Regions from separate parts of the Mus musculus genome. Here all the other regions are linked to region 2. The links are chromatin contacts, called in public Hi-C and HiCAR-type maps. All regions are on one chromosome and are shown on one strand. Each heading gives the region's core, a stretch centred on a gene start, on an enhancer-like site or on the middle of the called end of the contact. The rest is flanking DNA. Distances are from core to core; before and after follow the strand shown. Region 1 holds the start of Gria2 (glutamate receptor, ionotropic, AMPA2 (alpha 2)). Region 2 holds the start of Map9 (microtubule-associated protein 9). Region 3 holds the start of Sfrp2 (secreted frizzled-related protein 2).

Region 1 (3,391 bases), core at 740-3,239, 1.6 Mb after region 2:
TCAGAAGTAGAGGTGAAAATGTGTGTAATTTGTTTGATTATTCTTTATGTAACAAGTTGGGGTATTTATAATTCTTGTTTTACCTATAATTGTATTCTTATTGATTTTCTACAAGGCTTTGTATGTTCCTATTTAGAGGACCTGTTTAAATGAATGTGAAATTTTTGATTCACAGGTGAGATGAATTATTGGTTATAAAAAGAAGGTATTTTCACCCAGAATATGTCAGCTTATAACTTTAGTATATTATACATATGTTATGCATTCTTGCCTTAGGAACAAACACCCCCCTCCCACACACACACGCACACACACACACACACACACACACACACACACACACACACAAACACAGACAGAGGGGGAAACAGGGGAGGAGAAAGAGAGTGAGTAACAGAGGGGGTGGAGAATGACTTAAAATCACAAGCTTACAATATTTGGAAGTCACGGGTATTACTTTGCTTTTTTGCTTTTCTTCATTCCTTCTCATTTTCATGAGAAACATGTATTTTAAAATTTGTTTTAATAAATAGGGACTTTTAGACCCAGTGACTAAGGCAAAGTATGATTTATGATGGTTAAAAACCATGTGTGATATTAAAGTCACATTTTCTCCATAAGGTTTAACTATGGTGTGCTTTCATGCACTTTGGGCCATCAGCCAGTTTTCCCTTTGATGCTGTCAGCTTCAATCTCCTGGCTCCTGGCAACAGATCTCTGAAATGAGACCTCTTTCATTTCTCTGTTTAAAACAAAACACATACAATTTGGTAAAGAATTTCTGAGGCTGCAGAGAGACTTGCCACGCAGGTATATAGAGATGGCTTGGCATGAAGTGGAGTTTTGAACATAGATTTCACAGGCATATACAATCATCGCTATGCTTTACCAAGCCCCTTCTCACAAACTTTAATTTTTAATGTATTCGTTACAATCCAGATACCCAAGCAGGCTCGGTGTAATGAGGTAACCTACTTCCTTGAGGCAGTGATTATTTTTGAAACTTAAGGCCATAATGTAATGGGGTATCTGGTTTGTAACTAAGAGTGATACATCCATTCTAGACTACTACCCCCCCCCCCCCCCCCGCAGAAACCTACGGTTCTTTCAATCTCTATACAAAACGGACATCTAAGAGCCAAGTCTACATGACTCTACAGCAGGGGGGAGTCTGCACTGTAGTACAAGAGCAATCCACAGGCAATGTGGCTTGAACAATCGAACCACTATCCAAAGGGGCATACTCTAAAGATGGATTCCTACACGAAGTCTTTCAAAGGTTTGATCGAGTTACCCGGGTCTTGGCATCCTTTTATAGTTAAGGATAGAATTTTGGGTTTCCCTGAGATTATGCTTGCATTATAGGAAGCTAAAGTTCACGATTTTGGGAGTTGTCCCTTCAGGGAGTATTTTGTTTGCTTTTTATCTGGGTCAGCTGAGGCAGAAGGCAGTGTGTGGATACTGCTAAGTGGATTTTGAGACAATCAAATCATATTCGTTGTGCTCAATGTAAAACAGGGCCCTACGGAAGAAAGCTTCGCCGCCAACAGCAATTAGCAGTTCGGCTTCCTAGGCATAGCAACCGGAAATCAGTTTTGCAGCATTTGGATCTGGCTGGAACATCTCTGCAGCTACAGTAAACCCTGCAACCTCAGCCCATAGCAGGGACCAAAGCGCTGTCCGCGGTGCTAAAATCGAATGCGCAAGACTGGAGGTCTCTAAGAGGCACCAGGCTGCCCGGCTCTGAGCCGCGCTTTCTCGGCACCGCGCAGAAGCTGCCAGGGCTGTGCGGGGTGCGGGGCGCTGTGCGGGGGAGGGGTGGGTGCGCGAGCTCGCCGCCTGCCTCGAGTCGCGCACGCGCGCCCGGGACTGCCTGCCCCTCTCTGTGACTTTCCTGTGTGTGTGCGTGTGTGTGTGTGTATGTGTGTGTATGTGTGTGCGCGCGCGTGTGAGAGAGGAGAGAGGGAGAAGAGAGCTCGAGAGAGGGTGATTGTGTGAGTGCACGGGAGGGTGCTGATATTCCCAGACACCGGGACCACAGCAGCAGCTCAGCTAAAAACTGCATTCAGCCAGTCCTCGGACTTCAGGAGCAGGGACAGGACGCAGGCATCAACAGCCACCAGCTAAACCTGGGAGATAAGGATTCTTCTGCCTTCACTTCGTGGTTTTAGCAGCTCCTTGCTAAATTTCGACCTCAAAATGCAGAGGATCTAATTTGCTGAGGAAAACGGTCAAAGAAGGAAAAGGAGGAAAGGGAAACGAGGGGATATTTTGTGGATGCTCTACTTTTCTTGGAAATGCAAAAGATTATGCATATTTCTGTCCTCCTTTCTCCTGTTTTATGGGGACTGATTTTTGGTGTCTCTTCTAACAGCATACAGATAGGTAGGTACCTTTTGTGTTATGCCTTTGAATTGTGCATAATTTGGTGGTAATCTTTGTTCACAGTGTGCAAATTAATTCATGTCATGTAGACTTATGTCATACCTTGACTGCATTCCAGATTGAAACTACCTAGAATATACATGATTTTCTTAGGCTGAAGCAAAAAGAAATGACTATGCCTTTTGACACAATAGAGGGGAAAGGATCTGTTCATTTCTGACCGGGTACTGCGTTACTTCTGCCTTGAAGGCATCTCCTAGTGTGCTCAGATTTTCAGGGAAATGATCGCAAAGCTCAAGATTAAAAGGGAGAATCTTTTTGGTCTTTAGACTCTCCCCCTTGCCTTGGATCCGTTGAGCACCTTTTGGATCCTTGCTGCCCAACTCACTGATTACGTTTATTATAGCGGGTAGTGTGAATAAGAGACTCTGGGGCTGTTGGGTGCTAGCATCCCACTCTTATCTCTCCAGGGCTCTGACATCGTTCTCTTGCTTGCTGTTTATTTTTGCAGGGGGGCTATTTCCAAGGGGCGCTGATCAAGAATACAGTGCATTTCGGGTAGGGATGGTTCAGTTTTCCACTTCGGAGTTCAGACTGACACCCCATATCGACAATTTGGAGGTAGCCAACAGTTTCGCAGTCACCAATGCTTGTAAGTAATGAATATTCATATCTTTCCAGTGCTGCACAGGGACACAGGGAAAGCAAGCCTGTGAATGCCAGTGAAGGATGGTGTGCCTGTGTGTGTGTGTGTGTGTGTGTGTGTGTGTGTGTGTGTGTGTGTGTGTGTGTGTTGCTGGCTTGTCATGTGTGGGTGGGAGTGACTGAACACGCGCGTGCGTGTGAAGGTACAGCGAGAAGGTGGCTGTAATCTTTGGGACCCCCACTGACCGGCGGGCAGTGAAGTGGGGACAAAAGGCACTGAACAGTATGCGCAGTATGTGCACCCTAGAATCTGGGGTAGGGGTTGGACTTGGACTGTTCTTTCGAATTCAGGGGGTTCTTG
Region 2 (3,750 bases), core at 786-3,285:
CTCACTGCACACATAGAATTCTGAAGCTAGTGAATTCACAGGCATCCATCATGAGAGGTTATGGGATAGGTGAAATGCAACTAAGACAGCAAAACACAGGACCCTGGCTCATTTGTCTATTCACTTACATACCAATCTCGTCACTGTCAAAGTCATCGGAGTATTCGGAACTTCTCTGCCTGGCTGACCGGGCTGTAATGGCTCTGATCAGCTCATCCTGCAACGAGATCAGTAACTAACATCAATTCCCATTCAAGCAGGGATGTCTCGTACTTAGATCTTAAAACAACTATACTCGGTTATTCTACATTCACATTTAAGTTCATTCACCCAACTTTACTCTAAGCCTACGCTGTACAACGTACCCACGTCATCAGACTCAGCGCAGAATTGAGCCATTTCCTCGGGACTGGTAAATAAATAGGAAGTGACTACTAGTATTAGATAGATTAATTGCAGGTTACAATCTTCGCTAAATGCTAATGAATGATAGGGGCATCAATTTAATTGGATTTACTAGAAACTGACATTCTGTTACAGATGCCTACATTTTGAGGGAGGGAAGTGCTTAGGTTTGACAAGCATGACAGGCTACTTTGATAGCCTACCACTGAGGCAGACCCTCAGCCTCAAACTGGTCCTTGAAGTGTATTACAGAGATGGGCATAATGTGATAAACACGGGAACAAGAGTTGGATGCAGCATTGGCACAGTCAGACCTTGTGACGCTTACGACAGAAAACCAAAATCTAAAGAGAGCCAAGCTCTGAAGTCGCTCTTTGGCTTGCAACTTAGAAACCAAATATTGAAGACAGGATCCTACAGAGAGGGGTGTTTCAATACTGGAGCCCAAAGTTGACAGATGACCTACAACACACTAACAGTGAAGCAAGAACTCCTCCCACGTCATGCCAGATCTTGTGAGAACCAGCAAGGGCTAGGCAGCAGCATAATCAAAACCAAATGCTTTGCAGCGTTTTACCTGAAAGGAAGTTCTCTTGGTAGCCTTTGGACTCTTGGTGTACGCCAAAGTTGTGCTGAAGATTTCATCGGACATGGTGTGTCCTTTTTCTCTGCTTTTATACAACAGTTAATAAATTACTGAAATAATTCATTCAACCTCTGATGGTGGCTGAAATATACATATAAATATTTTAAAGAATTAGACGTTTTTACATGATCAAGACACTGTTCCTGGGATTAGTGCCCCACAACCCCGCTCCAAAGAGAAATCGCTCTAATCATTGTACAATATATTCACCTAAAAACGTTAAGAGCGTTTTATGTTAAGTACATAAAAATTTCACAACAAATTGGTTTTCACGAAAAGAAAATCCATGAGGAAGTTATTACTGTTCTACATCCACTAGAAGGATGAATGAACTACATAATAACAAAATGTTGCCAAACAATTTCACTTTCCATTATTAAAAACACACAGCATTGCGGACGCCACCACGACTTAGTTCAAGCTGCAACCAAGAGGACTGTCAAGGTTCCCAGCCCCGGAAATGGCTTGCACATAACAGTATTCAAAACGATGCTTAACCACAAGCAGCAGCGACATTTTCCCAAACCATTCGTTTGCTGTTACACACACATCTCCACACTAAGTTGCAGCACATCAGGCTTCCAGCGCGCGACGTCGGAGGCCCATTTGGATCGCCGGCCACCGCCCAGAGCTCCCCGGGCTGGCCAGGCGGCGTCCGCATCCCAGCTCCGCGCGGCTCCCGGCCCAGCACGCGCCAGGGCCCCGCACACCCAGCACGGTCCCCTCCGTTCCTCCACGTACCACGGCCCGCGCCTCCTGCATCCACCCCGCTCCCCGTGCACCCGGGCCCCTGTGACCACCTGAGAACCCAGCGGCTATGCTCTAGCACAGGTGTCGCCCCCGGCCCGGGCCTCGCGGTCTGGGAAACCAGGTATTGGAATAACCTGGAGGCGGGGCAAAAGATGGAGGCAGAAGGCGGTTGCTAGGCAACAGCGTCCCCGGGAGGAAGTGACTTCCAACCGCCTGGTCTCTTGGGTACCCAACACCGCCTTTCCGCCGGCGTCGCTGGGACAACCGCACAGACCAAGGAAGTGACATCACTGGTGGAGGTGTTGGGAGCGCGGTGCCCTATCAGCTTGTGTGCAATGGCTGTTACCTAGGAAACAAGACCGGCCCTCTGCCATCACGCCACAAGGAACCTTGATTGCCCCTGCTCAGAGTCCTTGTTTATAGGCAGGTATTGCGTGACCACGATGCAAAGCTTCCTTTTGCTAGTTAGAACGTGGAATGCGTGAGTCAGTGCAGTGTCAGCGGACTCAACAGAACGACGTAGTAGTGACGTTTGCAATCGTCGGAGTTAAACTGCACGTTTGATTCTTGGAATATGCAAAATAAGATCTCTATGATTTGATAAGAAACTAATAAGACTGTCTCCTTAAAGGATTGCAGTGAATACCGAATACAATATATAGCGAAATATTGGGAAATGTTTAGAATCGCATTCAGTTAATATTACATAGGAGCGTTTCTTGTAAGTAATGCAGTTGGGGGGGGGGGGGCGGAGGAGGAGGAGGCAGAGAGTAGGGGTAGGGGTGTGTGTGCTAAAGTATCCCATAAGCACACACAGCCCAGAGCCTGTTTTACATCTTTGGTGAAAAGTTTACCCTTTCTATATTTAGTAGATAATCTGGTTAAAAAGAAGTCAGCAAATAAAACACAGGGGAGAAGGCTGGAAAAAGTACTGCTGACAGTATCACTATCTTTGCCATTTAATAATTTATTAATACACAAAACACTTAAACTTTTAAAGTTACACAGACTTCATCTATTTTTAACTTGAAAAAGGTATGTCGAAATCAATTCATTAACAAGTGACTAAACTTGTTTCTGTATCTCCACAATGTTTCTTTTAAAAAATAACCCTGACAAATAGATCTTTAAATACACAAAAACAAATATGAAGTTCAGTGAGAAAAAGGTTTCTAAGTAATATTTGCAATAACTCCTTTAAAAAGCCTAGTTTAAGTTTTTCAACTTGTTCTTGGTTGGTAAATTTGTTTTGGCTAATTATGTTGTTTTTAACTATTTTTAAGTGAATATCTGCATAAGGAAAAGATTTTCTATTTTCACCAGTTACTGTTAGCTTTTCTATCCTACATTTTATTAACATCTATGATTCTGATAAAGGCCCTGTACCCACGGCGGGTACCCAAATGGGAAGAACTAATTTTTAGATAATGTGTAAGGGCTCTATTCATTTGGTATTCATTTAACTGATATAACTTTAATGTAGGCATGACTTACAAAAATAAACTTACAACAACATCAATGATAGAGAACACTGAGTTCCCAGCTACCAATAGGGCCGGGTTGCACACAATGGGAATGGGTTTCGGATGGTTGTTTGCCACAAGCACAAAGTGAGAGGCTCTAAAGAGAATTCTTTCTAGCAGCAATTCAGTTGTTACACATGTGAGTTTGAGTTGAGTACTAAGTATGGGAGAGAAGGCTGGACCTGAAGTCCAGTATATGGACCCACCTAACCATGGTTTTGAGTGGCTCAGCACAGGAACTGCTTTTAGTTAGTGCTCAAGATAATTTACTGTCAGTGATTCTTCAGGTTGCCTTTTGGTTTTGGTGTGTGTGTGTCTTTGTGTGTGTGCATGTGTGCACCTGCATGAGCACCTGTGCATGCCTGCATGTGTTTGGGCAGGATATAGGGTAGACGAAGACCCCTTTTCATATCACAAAGAAATTGA
Region 3 (3,592 bases), core at 305-2,804, 1.4 Mb before region 2:
AAATTAGCGATTGAAAGGGAGATGCGGCTGCAGCCAGAGAGGGGTAAGGAAGCCCCCTTTTCTATCTCCGGGGCCCAAATCAGCTCAGACACATTGTATACTTTTTCCTTTCAGGAAAAGTATCAAGAGTGCATGAGGTTTTCATTGCTTTGATGGTTTTTGCCTATGAACTTCCCTCTGTTTTCTAAAAACTTGAGGGAACTCTTCTGCATGATTTTTTCCCCAGCTAATTAAAACCACTCCTAAGATAAAAGCAGATAGTGACAGAGAGATGAGTCCTGTTGATTGCCTTTAGCCTCTCTCCCCCAAACACCTGGGGAGTTAAAACCAATAGTCAGGGTTCCACTCGCTCCCAGACAGTCTTCGTTTTTTTATCTCCAAACCTACATTGGCGAAGGACAAAAAAACAATCTCAAAAGGTGATCAACGTGTATCGTTTGTTTTTATCCAGTGGGACAAGAACGTGCAGAGAGAGGCTGAGCCTGGGTGCTCATCACTAGGACCCAATCATGGTAAATGCTTTCAGAAGCGGGGACGCAGAGCAAGAATCTTAAAAAAAGGCTTGCCACTTTTGTTTGGCTTTCTTAACTACCTAAGAGGAACTGTTAGAACCAAGGAGGAATCTTGGCGCATGGGTGGATATCTCTAACTCCGTATGGCAACAGATTAGGGCAAGGAGAGCTGCCATATCCAAGGTTGGGACCTCCAGCCTGGACAAACTAGGATGTGGAGTGGTGGCTGCGGGGTGTCCCCCACCCCACCCACCCCACTCCCCAGGTCCTAGCACCTCAGGCTTCTTGGGAGTGGGTGGATCGAATAGGGAAGGCTTACCTTCCTCTGTGGCCGGCAGGAGGTGGTCGCTACTAGCGAGGGGGATGCAGAGGTCGTTGTCCTGCGGGAAACGGTCGCACTCCAGCATGTCTGGCCAGGGGAAGCCGAAGGCGGACATGACCGGGGCGCAGCGGTCCTTCACCTGCACGCAGAGCGAGTGACACGGCTGGATGGTCTCATCTAGGTCGTCGAGACAGACAGGGGCGAAGAGCGAGCACAGGAACTTCTTGGTGTCCGGGTGGCACTGCTTCATGACCAGCGGAATCCAGGCGCCCGCCTGCTCCAGCACCTCCTTCATGGTCTCGTGGCCCAGCAGGTTGGGCAGCCGCATGTTCTGGTACTCGATGCCGTGGCACAGCTGCAGGTTGGCGGGGATGGGCTTGCAGTTGCTGCGCTTGTAGGAGAAGTCGGGCTGGCCGAAGAGGAAGAGCCCACGCGCCGAGCCCAGGCAGCAGTGCGAGGCGAGGACTAGCAGCAGCAGCGAGGCAGGGCCCCGCGGCATCGTGGACTAGCGACCCCCGGGGGGCGGAGGGAGCCGAGCGGGGGAAGCGAGAGGCGGCCGGAGCTCGAGCTCGTCCGGGACTCCCTCGCTCTGCTCGTGGGGGCTCTGGACAGCGGGCGGCGCGAACGCGCGAAGCCGGGCGCCGGGAGGTCGGCGCGGGCAAGGCACTGCAAGCCCGCGCGCAGCTCCGGGGGGCTCCGACCCGGGGGAGCAGAGTGAGCAGAGGCTGGGGCCCAGCCAGAGTTTTCTTGGCCTTTTTTATGCAAATCTGGAGGTGGAGGAGGGGGAGCAAGGGAGGAGCCAAACCGGAGTAATCCGAGGAGGCCGGTCACTACTTTCTGGGGCTGGCTGCGTTGAGAATGCCCCTCACGCGCTCGCTGGCAGGAAATTCGGGCTGCGCCCCCACCCCGAGGCAGCAGCCCCTGCGCGCGCGCTCTGGTGATTGCCTTGCAAGCAGACAAGCGCGGGCCACCCTGTCCCAGGGAGAGCGAGGGGAGAGCGAGGAGGAGGCAACGAAAGTCGAGGACACGCGTGGAGCCGGGCTAGCTGCCTTGCAGTCGGATCAGGGCTGGAACGCGTTTCACGCCCCGCGTGGCCTGCGCCCGTATCGATGTGCAGCAGCCTTTAAGTCTCAGCACTGCGTCCCTGTCCCCGAGTAACCATAAACCAGCAGTACTAGACTCTTTGTGGCCTGGGCTTTTTCCTCCCGGTTCTCCAGCCCAAGTTGAGCAGACTGGCTTGAGCAATGTGATTCCACAGCCTCACGACACATTCTGACTTATAAAATGGAATTGCAGCCATGCACGGAGTTGCTATTTTGCTGGGGTGTCTATAGGATTTTGTCACTGTGGAGGACTTGTCAGAGGCATCACGAATTTGCCCGCCATTTCTCCTCTTTGGAGGAGAAAATTTGACCTCTGAAGAGATGTCTATGCTTGAAGGCTGCACGGGCTCTAATACATAGGGGTTCAGGATTACCTCAGTATAGGCCACCAAAGCAATAAATGGGGCTTATGAGTACCAAGGTCAGAAGGTGGGCAGGAACGGGCAGAGACCTCTGTGGTCACAAGAGTTAGTCATGTCCTCAGCATAGTTGGCCCATTCATCCCCTAACAACCAGGGACGCCATCCTGGTCACCCATCCTGGTCACGCCATCCTGGTCACCCATCGGGCCATCCTCTGCTCTGTAGAACAGGGAACCTAATGTTAGGGTAAGTGGATTGTAAGGTGCCAGGCGGGGAAAGGAGTACAGAGAGACAGTTTGGACGTGCGCAGGGGGTGGGTTAAGGGGGGGGGTGTCTCTTCCCCAAACCTTCCCTTGTCTTAAGAGTCAGCCTCTCTTTAAGTGGGACCTTGCAAGTCCTGGGTAGTGACTTCCCCTCTTTGCCCCCCCCCCCCCCAACAATCCTCTTTCAAGTGTAAGGTGGACACATTGTTGCTGCTTCCTGGATTTAACAGCTGGGTTGGATGTTTGCTGCCTGATTTACATTTTCCATCCATCTGGATGGTGAGCTCAGGATTTAGGGGGTCAGCACATTTTGTGGTCCCGCAGTTTATGAGAGTTTAAGGAGTGACGAGAGGACGATAAAATGCTATTTCCTACCCACTTCTGGCCATAGTCGAAGCAGGTAAACACCCAGAGGGAGCCCGCAATGGGAGTCTTTAAAAGTCCAGCTCCATCTTTCCTGCTCTGCTGAAGGCCTGCCTGAGTGGAGCCGTTTCCATCCAATTGGCTCTAGACCTTCCCGTGTCTAGCTGAAGCAGCCAGAGGCTTAGACTTTCTCCCCAGGTAAAAACTAGTTTGAAAATAAACCACACAAATACAAAAAAGTTAAACCAAACAGCTACACAGGCTGAACGCTGAAATGGAATTCTAGTATTCTCAGGTATTCACTACTCGTGGCCCCAAAGTACATCCATGGGGTCACCTCCCGCCTGCCGATCCCCTGAGTGGAAGATCAAGAAGCCCACCACCAATTCGTCTAGTTTGAGTCACTCGCTTTTGTGTTTCGGAGTGCAGCGGGCTGCCCATGCGCCTGGCGCACTACCGCGGGCCTAGGCATTGTTTGGGGAGCCTGCGTCTGTCTCGCTCGCCAGGAGGGGTCGCCCGAAGTCTTACGGGAGTCTCCAGTAACACCGGGCTCAAGCTCTCGCTTCTGCCCGCTTGCTTGCCCGGGTCGTCAGAAACATAGCTTGTTGTCGCAGACCGTTCCAACATCAGTACCACTCGGCCTGGACTCAAGCTCAAGCTCCATCTT

Evidence for each region. A called contact is a pair of places that touch in the nucleus more often than the background predicts. HiCAR-type assays count read pairs that join an accessible place to other places.
Region 1: a Hi-C map of the N1E-115 cell line shows a contact between it and region 2, with 8 times the contacts expected there. The contact joins the promoter of Gria2 here to the promoter of Map9 in region 2. A contact is called at or near these places in 3 of 39 promoter capture datasets (the C10 cell line, hippocampal neurons and stem cell-derived epiblast-like cells), 3 of 484 Hi-C or Micro-C datasets (the N1E-115 cell line, cerebral cortex and cortical neurons) and 2 of 115 datasets of contacts at active chromatin or transcription factors (astrocytes and embryonic forebrain).
Region 3: a contact with region 2 is called in a HiCAR-type map of astrocytes, with 2.2 times the contacts expected there. The contact joins the promoter of Sfrp2 here to the promoter of Map9 in region 2. A contact is called at or near these places in 1 of 39 promoter capture datasets (cranial neural crest) and 1 of 115 datasets of contacts at active chromatin or transcription factors (astrocytes).

What each region holds. Positions count from the first base shown.
Region 1 is chr3:80,801,291-80,804,681 of GRCm38.p6, reverse strand. It overlaps Gria2 (glutamate receptor, ionotropic, AMPA2 (alpha 2)), which reads left to right and starts at 1,989. Exons shown (of 16, transcript NM_013540.4): 1 at 1,989-2,385; 2 at 2,897-3,037. The coding sequence starts at 2,298.
Region 2 is chr3:82,356,357-82,360,106 of GRCm38.p6, reverse strand. It overlaps Map9 (microtubule-associated protein 9), which reads right to left and starts at 2,035. Exons shown (of 14, transcript NM_001081230.1): 1 at 1,852-2,035; 2 at 983-1,132; 3 at 133-217. The coding sequence starts at 1,057.
Region 3 is chr3:83,764,283-83,767,874 of GRCm38.p6, reverse strand. It overlaps Sfrp2 (secreted frizzled-related protein 2), which reads right to left and starts at 1,554. Exons shown (of 3, transcript NM_009144.2): 1 at 832-1,554. The coding sequence starts at 1,333.